Regions from separate parts of the Gossypium hirsutum genome. Here region 1 is linked to region 2. The links are chromatin contacts, called in public Hi-C maps. All regions are on one chromosome and are shown on one strand. The core of a region is the stretch at or near the end of the contact, and the rest is flanking DNA. Distances in the headings are between cores, read along the strand shown. Region 1 holds the start of LOC107916983 (GATA transcription factor 24). Region 2 holds the start of LOC107916852 (XIAP-associated factor 1).

The links. Hi-C and Micro-C count contacts between places; a contact is called where the count stands out from the background.
Region 1: a Hi-C map of leaf shows a contact between it and region 2, with 2.0 times the contacts expected there. The contact joins the promoter of LOC107916983 here to the promoter of LOC107916852 in region 2. A contact is called at or near these places in 3 of 34 Hi-C or Micro-C datasets (anther, hypocotyl and leaf).

What each region holds. Positions count from the first base shown.
Region 1 is chrA01:33,943,635-33,950,959 of Gossypium_hirsutum_v2.1, reverse strand. LOC107916983 (GATA transcription factor 24) reads left to right here and starts at 2,741. Exons shown (of 10, transcript XM_016846371.2): 1 at 2,741-3,449; 2 at 4,515-4,601; 3 at 4,685-4,818; 4 at 5,275-5,382; 5 at 5,465-5,579; 6 at 5,830-5,889; 7 at 5,988-6,053; 8 at 6,144-6,206; 9 at 6,792-6,869; 10 at 7,147-7,325. The coding sequence starts at 3,156. The coding sequence ends at 7,212.
Region 2 is chrA01:33,765,420-33,772,212 of Gossypium_hirsutum_v2.1, reverse strand. LOC107916852 (XIAP-associated factor 1) reads right to left here and starts at 4,349. Exons shown (of 6, transcript XM_016846218.2): 1 at 4,186-4,349; 2 at 4,041-4,102; 3 at 3,634-3,769; 4 at 3,396-3,533; 5 at 3,179-3,300; 6 at 1,844-2,223. The coding sequence starts at 4,084. The coding sequence ends at 2,064. LOC121223309 (a long non-coding RNA gene) reads right to left here and starts at 5,696. Exons shown (of 2, transcript XR_005920596.1): 1 at 5,511-5,696; 2 at 4,829-5,211.

The DNA of each region.
Region 1 (7,325 bases), core at 1,492-3,991, 180 kb before region 2:
CATTTACACTTCATAGGTTAAAAATTAAGTCATTTTACTTTTCTAATTTGAAAATCTTAGTCCAATCATTATTAGTATTTTTTGTAAAAATTTTCCAAATTAACATGATTAGATTGCCCTCATATGATGTTGCATATGATTGACAAAAAATAAATATGTTAAGTTGACAAATTTTGACAAAAAAACTACAAACAACAATAATGATTGGACTAGAATTTTTTAAATTAAAAAAGCAGGAGGATTGGAACTTTTACTTTTAAAGTATATAGACTAAATCTTATATTTTGAATAATTACAATGATTAATACCATATTTTAACCAATTATGAAAAGTGGGAGCATCAAATATTTATAGTTTTGAAAATGTTACCTTTTTCATCGTCCATCACCACTAGAAGTGTTTATGAGTTGGTCTGAGTTTAAGCATGATATTAACAAATTTTATACTTGCTTTAGGATTTATGGGTTATTTTCAGCGCTTGGTTACTTGAACATGTTTTTAATGATTGAACTGTTATTGTGGTCATTTTGATGTTTATTTAATGAGGTATTAGTTACATGTTGAATGATTTATGATTGGGATGGATTATTTATCTTATTATGCTGTATTTTTTTTGTGTCTGGAGCTGAGGTATCGATATTCGAGTTTTAAAAACGATACCTTTATGATATTTTGTTGTGTAGGAAGACAATAATTTAATTCGGTATCGATACCTTATCACGAATATCGATACTCGGGGTAAAATAATAGGTACTTTAATAAATGTACTGGTATTTTCTAGGATTTGATTTTTAGACGAGGAATAGAATGATGTTTTGGTACCGATTTTCCAATTGGTATCGATACCATTTAAGGAAATATCGATACCTTTGTTTTAGTATCGATACCTACATGATTTGTTTTGAAATTTTGTTAAATGAACCCTATGCATGTTAGTTGTATTTATAAGATTATTTGATGTATGTTTAGCGTGTATTAAGTATGATTAGTGTAAGATTGACTCATAACTTGTGCGTATGTTAGAATGGAAGACATTTCTTTAATAATGAGCTCATTTGTATTATGTGTGATGTGAGACGGTAGTGTGGCATCCTAATATTTGGGCTCTGCGATTGGGCCGGGTATAGGGTGCTACAATTATTTTTTTATTCATTTTCCTTAAGTGTTGTTAAATCTCTAAGTTTCGTGACAATTAAAAAATCAATATAATAACAAATTTAACCTTCAATTTTTACATATTATATCAATTTAGTCATAATTTTAAAAAAATTAACCCTCAAAATTTAAAGATGGTCTCAATTAAAACCTCAAATTTTACCTTCCTCTTCTACTTCCCCTACCACCACTACCATCGTTGCTTCCACCTCCTCCGCCTTTATCCAAAAAAAACTTCCTTTTTTTTTCTTTCTTTTTAAACCTAATTTATCATTAAATAATATCATATATATTCTCATTGGTTAATATATAGTTCTATAAGAAATAACAATGAAATTTTTTAAAATATATCTAGTAATTCTCACCTCTACAAAAAGATCCAGCTCAGTCAATGCTTCTCGAACCCTTATGCAAAAGGGGTATCATCTATTTACAAAATTCAAATACTAAGTAAAGTTATAACTTTCAAGTTCAAAAAATACAGACTGAAATAAGTAATTTATTCAAACTTTGATCCCAAAAGTAATGATAATTTTTACCGCAAGGCGTAACTGGCACGGGCTATTGATCGAAGCCTTTGACGAATGTGTAAAGAGCGTCCCATGGAGGTCAATCGATTAAATGAGGCTTATTCAACCCACTTGAATTGGCTCGATTTGTGGAACACATGGAAAAACACATTTACTTGAAGTTTTGTTAGCCTAGTAAAGACTCCAGTAAAACTAGAGTTATCAAGTGAAATATTGTAAATTCTAAGAAATAAGATTTTATAGAGTTTAAATCCCTTAGGACTCTCATATTGTAGATAGATATTAATCTCAACCGTTGATATAATTCGATATGTATCGTTGGATTTGGGGGAGCTCAACTATAAATAGAGGCCTTCCCCTCATTTCTAATTATTCCATTCATAGTTTTGAATATATTTGAAAGCATTTACTTAAACACTTGGTGTGCGCTATTTTTCTGTTCGTTCATGGCTTATTTCTCTTTCGAGTTTACTTTCGTCTTGTTTTTGGTGCCTTAGAGAATTTTGCAAGAATTCTCATTTTTTAAAAGTAAAGCTGAGTTAGGCGAATTTAAACCCAAAAAATCGCCTAAGGCTGCGCGATTTGTCAGACTAAAGTTCTAGCCCTGTGACATAAGAACTTGGTTATCACAAAATGCTAATTTACTTGTTTCTAGAATTCTAATGATATAAATGTAAGAGTTAATTTTTTAAATTGAGGAATGATAGTAGTGGTGGTGGAGGAAGTGGAAGAGGAAGGTAAATTTTGAGTATCAAATTGAGACCATTTGTTAATTTTAAGGGTTAATTTTTTAAAATTATGATTAAATCGATACAATATGTAAAAATTGAGGGCTAAATTTGTTATTATATTAATTTCTTAATTGCCACATCACCTTCCCGTCAAATATTTGGCGACACTTAATAGAAATGAATCAATAAAAAGTAATCTCGATTAATTTGGTGACCAAATTAAAAAATTTGATTGTTGCGTGAAAAAAAAAAAAAAGAAAGAAGGGGCGGCCACCTTTGGTGTCGTTTACATATTTTTACTCAAAAATTTCAGATGGTGATTGTAAGTTGGAGGGATACAAAGCGTATATAAAGTCCATAGTACCCCACTCTACCCCCAAACCAACTTATCCTCAACATCCGTACTCCCGTAAATACAACCCAATCAACATCCACCCCTTTCTTTTCATTTTTCTTATATCCGAATAAGTATTTATCTTCGAAGTTCCAAAATTGAGTTTGTCCAAGGAAACACCACTTCATTCTCGCCCCTGCAAATCTTATTATTGCTCAAGCTAAGAAATTCTTTATCCAGGGTTAGGGCTTATATAATTAAAGAACAGATAATAAAGGCCAATTTTGTGTTACCAGTAGTGACTACACGCATCGCATGGCTCTTCAATGAAACACCTCATAATCGTTACTTCGGGACTTCCATTTTCGGTACAGTTGGAACCCTGCGGCCTTTCTTTGTTTATATATGGCGGCTGCGAATCCACGGCCACTTCAGGTTCGTCCGTTTGAGGAGCACGCGCGAGGGACGATGCAGATCGACGACGACGATGGAGACTATGAAGATGACGCCATGGATGACGTGGAGGACGCGAATATCAACTCCGTCAATGTGGCGGAGCATGGAATGGGACTAATAGGCCGAGTTATTGGTGGCGGTGGCGCAGCTGGTGGAGGCGTTGTTAGGGCGTTGAGAACTAGCGAGCTTACTCTCTCCTTTGAAGGAGAAGTTTACGTGTTCCCTGCTGTTACATCTGAAAAGGTTTTTATCCTTTTTCACAAAAAAAATAAAAGTCTCTTTGGTAATATTTCTGGCAATAAAATAATTTATTTTCCTGCTATTCATCCTGTTTATTGCAAAGTAAATTTGAAATTGGGCCTTTAGATTTCTATGTTTCGGTTCTCGTATTTTAAAGTAATGTTTTGACGTCTGACATGAAACCAAGTTAACTGAAAAGACTAAAAAAAAAAATTAGACTTCCATGTTCCTAAAATTTATTGAATATGAAGGATAAAATGAGACGCCAAATTTGGTAAAAGTATGTAGAAGTTTTGATTAAAAGTTGGGTTGTGTTTTGCTTTTTTTACTTATAAAATGAGTAAATTAATTTTTATATCTTTGTTCAAGGTGTATATTAGTTTTTTCTATTAAAAATATCATGCATTTGTATAACGCTGACAAAATAATCAAATAGTGATATGTGTTACATCATCATGATGTACAAAGACTAATTTTTAATAGTAAAAGTAGATGAAATTTTTAATAAAAAAAACTAATTTGCTCTTTACTTAAACATAAGAGACTAATTTACTTATTTTTTGAGTAGAAAGACATAATACATGGGCTTTTATGGTACTTTTCCTAGTCAAGTTCATGTTTTAGGATGTAGGATTTAATTAATGAATTATTCCATAGTACAAAAGGACGTGGGTTCAAGGATGTTGAAGTACATTCATCCTACTATTTAACGATTGAAAAGAGAAGAGGTTATGAGTAATTCTAAACATTTAATAAAAGAAAAGTAACTTTGTTCGACAGATAAGGTATTTCATGTCTTAGGAGTCTCTGCATCCCCTGGACAAGGGTTATTTCAAGGCAAATGAAGAGTTGGAAGCATTAGTGAAACTAATAATCATTTACTATTTTACTATAGTTAATCTAGTGAACTTTGTGCATTAGAGTTTTAACCACTCTTTTCTTTTGGAGCAAGTAATAAGTAACTTAGTTTTCTGTTATTTTCTTTAAATGGATTGAATAGTTTAGATTTTCTTCTCAAATTCCCCCCCTCTAAGTAAGCACGTGTGTTTGTTGGATTGTATGCAACAGGTGCAAGCTGTGCTGTTACTCCTGGGGGGTCGTCATATCCCCACTGGTGTTCCTTCAATTGAAGTACCGTTTGATCAAAATAACATGGTATGCTGATGTTAAAATAATTGTGTGTAATTATATTCCACTGTTGGTCTTTTGTTTTTGGTTTCGCATACTATATTCTGCAGGGTGTAGCTGATGTCTCAAAGCGCTCAAATCTTTCAAGACGAATAGCATCCTTGGTTAGGTTCCGTGAGAAAAGGAAAGAGAGATGTTTTGAAAAGAAAATTAGGTATACAGTACGGAAGGAGGCTGCACAAAGGTATGATTTTTTTTGGACTTATTTTGTTTAGACCTACAATTAACATTTTTAACATTTCAACATGCAATGCGAGTGTAGAAGTTAAAAGTGGAGATGGAAGAAGAGCCATAAACTAAAAAATTTTGATAGCAGTATAAAGGCTATAGCCATTTATTATAGGTTGCCACTGGGGGAAATGTGTTTAATACAGGGAGCAGTGGATCCTGTTTAAGTTTGAATTGTAGAAGCTTCATTCACTTATTCATGGTTCTCTGTCCTGAAAGGAACAGGCCTAAAGTAGGTTGAGAATTTGATTATTTTCCAGTGATACTGATAGAATTATGAGTTCAGAAGCGTCACTGTGAGGAGCCATTTATATTAGTATTAAATGCAATTACTGCTTTTCTGATGCATATGTACAAATGGTAGTGGTGCAGCTGATAATGCTGATGTAATCTTCTCGTTTTATAATTGTAGAATGCATCGCAAAAATGGGCAGTTTGCATCTGTAAAGGAAAGTACTAGTCCTTCAAGCTGGGATTCTTCTCATATTGGCTTTCAAGATGGTACTCGTCCAGAAACCGCGTGAGTTCCATTGTTACCTGATTCGTGGAAAATATTTATCATGATGAACTTTTTGAAGAATTCTGTCTTCAATGTGTTTTAGTATCCGGAGCTGTCAACATTGTGGTGTTAGTGAAAATAATACTCCAGCAATGCGTCGTGGCCCAGCTGGTCCAAGGACTTTGTGTAATGCTTGCGGGCTTATGTGGGCAAATAAGGTTTGTTTTACTCAGTTTTCAGTTATGCTTTCTTAAGAAGGATGCTTGCTTTCACTAGTATTTTCTACCTATCTTTTCAATTGAAAAGTTGATAGTGCATGCTTTTCTACATTGCTTTTCACATCATTTTTTGTACGTATCCACTCAGAGTAGTCATTGGAATGGTGCTAATATTGGTGATAGTTTTCAACTATCCGTTTTTCCTTTTTTGTGATTTATCATTTTCCATAACTTTTTGTTGAATATACAGGGAACACTTAGAGATCTTAGTAAAGGAGGAAGGAATATTTCCCTGGAGCAAAGTGAGCCTGTAAGTTTCACAGGAAATTTTCAACTTTACAAATGTTTTATATTTATTACTTGTTACTTTGGTCAAGATTGGTTGAATGAATTATAAAATGTACACAGGAAACACCGATTGAGGTCAAGCCTTCAATTGTAGAAGGGGACTTGTCCGCTAACCGGGATGAAAATGTACATACGTACTCTTCTCCTGTATTATAATCAAGCCTTTTCAGATGGTCGCTTGTTTCTTCCTTCTAACATGGTACGAAGTATATGCAGGGAAATCCTTCAAAGGATTTAACCAACAGATCTAATAATGCTTCTGTCAACCCAGATGAAGAAGTATGTTTTCAGATCCTAACATATCTTGAATTTACATGTTTTTGTATTGAAATAAAAATTTTAAACCAGTTTAAAAAAGAAAAAAAGTTCAATGAGCTACATGTGTTTCTTTTATCAGGACTTCAAAGGGAATTCTTTGAACATAATATGCTTTAAGATAAAGAGCATGAATCTCTCTTGTAGTAACTGAAAAGATGGCCTCTAATAACATCTAAGCACAATTTTAAGAGTAGATGGTTATCGTAGTTCATTTGTTTATCAATTCATGGTGGTTACTTTATCATATTTATTGACTTGGGGGTCAAACTCGTATCTGCCGCATCTTCTATGGATGGGTGCTATCTGTTGGAATGTATTTGATTGGACCATTCCTGCTGGGTAGGATTTATACTGTCTTAGGTTCTGAGAAGACATTCTTAGATGTTAAATCTTATAATTTGTGTTTTAGGTGGATTTTTATTTACATATTGAAGCAACTGATCAAAATTTAGCTGAAAAATCCCCAGAATTGAAATAAATTATTGATCCAGTCTTGATAGGTGATAAATTCTTTTTCTTAGTAACTTGAATTTCCACATGGTGCAGGATTTGCATGAAAGTGCAGAAGATCTTACGAACCCTTTGTCTATGGGGATTGCTCATTCTGCTGAAGATGATAAGCAGGTATACAGTTACTTCGCAAGGTTCATAATATTTAGTGTTCACTGCCCAACAACTTCTGTTTGAAGAAATAGTTTAAAAAATCTATACAATTCCTACAGCACCATGTAGTTTAGGCACAGTTCTGCCTTTAGAAGTTTGATCCGGAATTGGAACATTTGTCTTCTCTTCTGCCTTTAGGAAGAAATTTCGGATTATAAAATGATTCCAAAGAGGGGATCATATTGGTATGTTAGAGGTTGATATACAAGATCTCATAATTTTGTTTCGTGATCCGCAGGAACCTCCTGTTGAGCTTACAAATCCTTCAGATACTGAAATCGACATTCCTCCTAGTTTTGATTAGGAAGTTGCAGTTGGCTTTGCTCAAGTAGTTTAAAGAGATGTGGAGCATTAGACTCCCTTTACCGGGTCAGTTTCGCTCATGTCATCGAACTGCATACAGGTAAAAGTTTATGA
Region 2 (6,793 bases), core at 3,100-5,599:
AGCCCTCCTTAGACCCAATAGGAGGGATTAAATTGTTATGTGCTTATGATCACTGACCTGGGAACTAGATAAGGTCTGGGCCACCTACCCGCAACCCGGCTGTGCCCTACCGAATGGATATGTACAAGCCTTACAGAGAGAAGTCAGCAACTGGAGCTCGTTATTTCAGCTCGCATATACCCAAAGAATTCGCATGTAGGGGCCACGAAGTTCAATAGGTAGCCCAAAACAATACACGTGTCCAGCATACATAGAGTCGATTAAGAACATCAATTCAATAAACAGTAACCATGTATATAAATATTCGGTTGTCCCCTTTAATGAGACACAACGAAAAATTATCCAACATGTTCCATTAAGGCTAAAAAAAATCTATAAAAACCATTGATTATTTTTATTTATGTGAAAATTAAATTTATTTTTATATATAAATATAGAATTTTTTTAAACTTCACAAACAAATTGAATATATTACAAATAACACATGTATGTAATATTTTATTATGCCTATAAAACAACTGTCACATTCTAATGGGAAAGATCTCAAATTCCCACCAAATGGAATGCAACACTTCTACCAAAATAATAATGTTATTGTGAAAAGCAAATGCTGCATGCCACTCATTTCTACCCAACTACCAATTTCATATCTGTAATTGGATTTGGTTAACTTTCACGTCTGTAACATTTGATGACATATTAAAATAATCAATCTTGTGGTGCTCGTTGGACAAAAAAACCGAAAAAGTAAGAATGAAGAGAAAAGAGATAAGAGTTTGGTCTATTAAGAACGAGAATAATCCCTTTTCTATATTGTATTTAAAGTATTTATAGGGAGGCACCCAAGTGTCCTTTAACTCAAAATAATTACCTAATTCTTTAACCAAGATACACCATTTTAATTACTTGCCTAATTCTTTCAAATAATAATAAAACTCCTACAATAATTATTGTCACAATATCAGGTTTCAGCTTCAAATTTTTACATTTTATTTTAAAAATAGTTACTTATCAACATTGTTTTATTTTAAAAATAAATTCTCCCTTTCGATAACATATCCAAATTATTATATTTAACTTTTATGAAAAATATATAAAATAATATATCAATATTAATTATATTAAAATTTAAGATATAAATAATTAAAAAAACCAAGATTAATTTTATCAAACAATTATATTCAACACTTAATTTTATTAATATACCAAACAATTTTTTAATGTAAAATTCAGTAATATAAAAAACTCTACACTTAATTATTCCATACTTGATTTTTCAATTGGTTAAACTAAACCTAAATTTATTCTTTTTAAATTTTATTAGAATCAAAATATAATTTATAGCAATTAAATTTTATTATTTTTTAATTAATAAAAAGAGAGAAACGAATAAAATTAAGTAAACTTACATGATTACTGATTAATAAAGATATAGTTATTTTTTATTTAAAATTTACTTGGCAAATAAACCTTAAAAAGGTTTATGTTCTCTTTTCTTTCAATCAAATCTGAAGTTAAATGTGTTTTCAAACGTCAGCAATATGATATTCATTTTAGATAAAAGGATTAATATATAATTTATTTTCTAAATTTTTCCAAAAAGTACCTATTTGATACCTAAAATGAGTATTCCACACTAAACCAATAATTTGTGCTAACGCGACATTATGTTAACCCTTAAAAAATTAAGCTATTAACAAATTGTAGCAATATGTGTAACCGACAAGTTTAGGTACCAATTAGAAATAAGAAAAAGTTCAAGTACCAAGTATTTTGGACAAATTCATTGAGTAAATTACATATTAACCCTAGATTAAAAAATTATCAAAATTTTCTCGGTACATTAGCATAATTAAATATTATTGTGTTATAATTTGGAAGAAAATGCAGTACATTATCACAATCTGAATGAGTTTTGAATGCCAGCATTAATAGTATATGATCTTAGAGGACAATTTGGTGATACACAAATGGAATATGTAGCTCTCTACCTGATTTGCTTAAACAACTAATGTACCGCGATGCCGGTTATTGCAACTAATGTACCTGATTTGCATAAACAACTAATGTACCTGGCTGCTATCTGTCTTCTTCTGGAAAAAAAGTGAGCCTAGAAGAACAGCGATGCCGGTTATTGCAATTGTGAATAGAATTCGTCTCCTTGAATATTCCGATGCCTGCCTTCTTGGACGAGCTTGTTCCCTTTCGGCTGCCCTCACATCCCTAAACGGTCCCAAACATATTAATTAAAACTAATTATAATCGGAGAAGAAAACAAAAAGCAGCATTCTGATACGGTTTTCAGTTATGTCAACAGTTAAAACAGCAAAACTATAGGTATAATCAACGTTAGGTGCACAACATAATCAAAATAAAAGGCTTTATCCGCCAATCTTAGTGAAAATAGAGGTAAATCCCTTATAATACCGCTTGACACAAACTAGATAGATTTTGCCATATTTCCCGAACGACAAGATGGAGGGGAAAACGGACAATAATCAGTAAAAGTACCAAAGGGCTCTTGTACTAGGAGTCAAATTGCATTTTACCCCCTTGCTCAAAAAATGGACAAGTTAATCCTTATACGTTAGATCAATGAACAAATTAATCATTTCTATTAAAAGTTTCATCCATTTGTATAGTTAAAAACAGACATGGTTGACAGAATAACCAGATAGTGACATGTGATCTGCCTTGCATACCTCATACCAACATACAGGGACCATTTTTTAATAGTGGAAATGGATGGAATTTTTAACAAAATAACCTGTTTGCTCTTTGATTAATGTAAAGGGATTAATTTGACTATTTTTTTAGTAGAAGGGGAAATGAAATCTGACTCCTACTATAGGCTTCCATGATACTTTAACCGACAATAATCACATGGATTATGTAAACATTGATTACATATCATGGCTAAACTCCAGACTGAAATGAATACTTTCCAACATAACTCATTGGGAACTAAAAGCTCCCATTTTCGAGAATGAAATTAATAATAAGTACAAAAAGCTATCCTATACCATCAAGGTACCAACTCTTCGGTGCTATATACAAGTCCAGATTGCAAGGCATCAATAACAAGGTTATAAAAAGAAATATAATTTACGGAAAAGCAGTAACTAATAAAATATCTAGCCAAACATTCCAATCGGGAATTATATTATAGCATAAATACCTGGAAGATCCCTCATTGTTTTCTGCAATACCAGTACACCTACTTTCGTGGTTATATCTTTCTCTCAGTCTAACGTATCTGTTACACAGATGACACAGTTCCGTCCGGTTCCCACATACTTCCTAAAATCGCAAAGCAATGGCAACATTGTAACAAGTTCACCTAACAAGTACTAACATTGCATCCTTTTATATGTAAATTAATACAGATGTAGTACCTGATGCTCAGCCAGATCAATGGCGGGCAATGGAAACTCACAAAAATCACAAGTAACGATCCTCTGGGGGCAAATTTCACCTTTATGAATAGCCAGAATTTCACGTTCCATTGTCTCACTGCACAGTGAACACGCCACCTGCTCGAACAGATACGGTGTCAATAGAATCACAAATGTTACGCCACGCATCATGTTCGAACAGAATTGATTCACTTAAAAGGAAATAGAAAAGACCTACCGGAGCATGGGTGTTTAAGAAATGTTCCTCTGCATGCTTTTTGGGAATCATATCACCACAAACTTTACATCTTTCTAGATTACGGGAGCAATGAGCATGATGCAAATCAATGTTAGAAGAAGGTATGGCCCTGTCACTGAACCATTAAGAAGGAAAAGTACTCGTTAAAGGTTCTTCTAAATTCACATGAACTCAATACAACAATAATCGAGAATTTTAGGTGTTATTCAACTAAATTCACTCCCTTCCCAACTTAATTTGTTCAAAACATAAATTACTAATCATTTCTTTATGCATCAATGAATCTCATACTACAAATCAAGCAACAAATTTAAGCTGAAATAAACAAAAAGGACGGGGATCGAGAAGAAAATTCAAGGAATTGAAATTAAATTCTAAAAAATTACCAGTGATTGCATATGCGGGTGGTTTCTTCCGTAGCAATTGCCATAGCGATCCGTTTCAAAATCTTTGGGCAACAAAAAGTATGAATGGAGAGGTAAAATTAAATAAGGGGAACTTAAAATTAGTTATCAAGATTAGTAAATTAACCTGCAAAAAGCCGGGGATTTTCTTTAAAACTCTCCTCGTTCCTCTCTAGGAAATTAAAGTAAAGAGGCTGAGAGAGTTTTTCTAATTACTACTTTGGTTGAGCAAACAGCTTTAGATGAATACTGACTTCGGAGTTTGGACAGTCCACCGTTCAGCTTTTTGTCAACGCGCATTCCGAGGGAGGTGAGTTACACGATTATTTGCTATTTGGGCCTAACTTAATGATTGGGCTTTCAAACTAAGCTTGGAGCGTGGAAAGAAGGTAAAGGTGAAATTGCCTTAACCCACCCAACCAATCATGTGCTATTGGGGTTGTAACTTGTAATTGAAGTTAGGGGCCTCTAGTGATTATGGGTCGGGCCGGGTCGGGTTAGGTCAGGTTTGGATTAGGTCGGGCCCAAATAAATTTTTAAGTCCATTGTCTAGGCTCAGGTCTGGCCTGGCCCGAAATATGGGCCTAATAATTTGTCCAAGCCTTACCCTAAAGAAAATTGTTAAGCTCGAGCTCGGTCTGGCCTGGCCCGGCCCGGCCTATATTAATTTTTTTTAATCTTATTTCATTTTAAAAAAATTTAAAACAAATATTAAAACAAAAAACAAATAAATTAAAATAATTCTTAAAACAATACACAAATTGAAAATATAACAAAAAGTGATTATATTAAAATTGAAACAAAATAGAACTAAAATAATAACCAAATTAATAAAAAAAAAGTTTTACAATATCAAAATAATATTAAAAACGACAACAAAAAACATAAATTATGTTGTAAGACCAAAGCAAGTAGCACCAAAATAAAATAGTTGCAAAAGAACAATAAAACACCACCAAAACAGCACCAAAACAACATTAAGGTTTATGGTTGATCCCACTTTCATACCACACAACATAACAACTCCTGACTAAGTTGTAACCAAAGCAAGTTCAGGAGAGAGAAGGGTAAAGTTCAAGTCCTTCGGTTGACTGCCAATATCAGCTGAATCTCCATCCCCACACTGATCCCCATGAAGAGAAATTCTCCATATCTGAACAGGGGTACCATTAAAAAGAAAATATAAGAAACAATAGAACCTACACATCCAAGAGAAAGAGATCACATGTTCATAGACACAAGGAAAGGAAAAGAAAAGAAAGAGAGAAGACTGACAGCATCATAAAATTACTATTAAAACTCTAACATGAGGTTCTAAGAATCTTTACTACAGCATAGGGAACTCAATATTTAAAATGAAATACCAATTCGACTGAAAGTAGAATGTGTGAATGCCAAATCTTCCATGTACTTGAATAAATCATTTTGCAAGAATATTAGAAAAAATTGTACCTTTAAAAGTTGTACTTTTTGCACCTCATACGTTCTATTATGGTTTTTCTTTTGGCCTAACTTAACATAATATACCCAAAGAAATACCACTTAAAAAGTTTCATGTTAGTTTTAATTAAACAATGACATTTGCATCATAAATGGATTAGTCTACATTTTTTTTTTTTGCCTAACATATTCATGTCAAATATATAATGGACATTTCAAAGAAGATACTAATGTGAGAATATGACCTTTGTTGTATGGTATAGGGGAAAGCTTATATTCATGTTAAACATGTACCTATACCTAAATATAAAAATAGTAACAAAATAGTACCAAAATAGCAACAAAACAGCACCAACATAGCACCAAAACAACAACAAAACAACACTAACACAGCAATAAAACAACACCAAACAATACAAAAAATAGCACCAAACAGCACAAAAAACAGCATCACCAACAACACCAAAATAGCACCAAAAACCTGCAAAATATAATCAACCAACTAGAATATCTATACATTAACCCATCAACATATTTAATTTTATAATAAACTATAGATTGTAAGCTAAATTAAATTGTCAACAATTACGAAGGAAGGTAACCTAAAAAGCAATCAAAGAAACATCATCCTCATAAGTCATCATTATTCTTGCAACCAATTTCTAGCATGAAATAAGAATAAATAATTAGATAATCAAATTGATAAAAAAATAATATAAAATTATAAAAATAAAACGACAATAATAATTACCAGTTGAAAATCCCTTAGCTCGCATCCATTCATTCAAGCAAACAACGGCTTGAACCGTTTTTGGCTTAAGTGAACTCCTCAAAGGTGTGATAACTTTCTTACCCATGCTAAAAGTCGATTCGAAAGCTACAGTCGATATTGGAATTGCCAAAAGATCACGAGCTAATAATGAAAGCTCATTGTATCGAACTGAACTTTTGCTCCAATAATCCGAAACATCTATTTTACCATTCAAGTCAAGCTCCAGTTCTTCCAAATAAATATCCAACTATGACTTTTCACTCCTAGCGCTAGATTCATTTAAATGACATTTATAATCATCACTCTCATCAAAATCTCCCCCAAAATCAGCACTATTAACATTGTGTTCATCCAAACTAAAATCAACGAGATTTTTATCCGAAACATTAGAACTCCCAGCCAAAGAGGAAGACGTGGATTTGGATTTCTTAACATACTCGTCAAACAAGAGTATAAGATTACTAAGAATGGTTTTAACAAAATCTGAAGCATGAATACCATAGATTGTAGTAAAGCAATACTG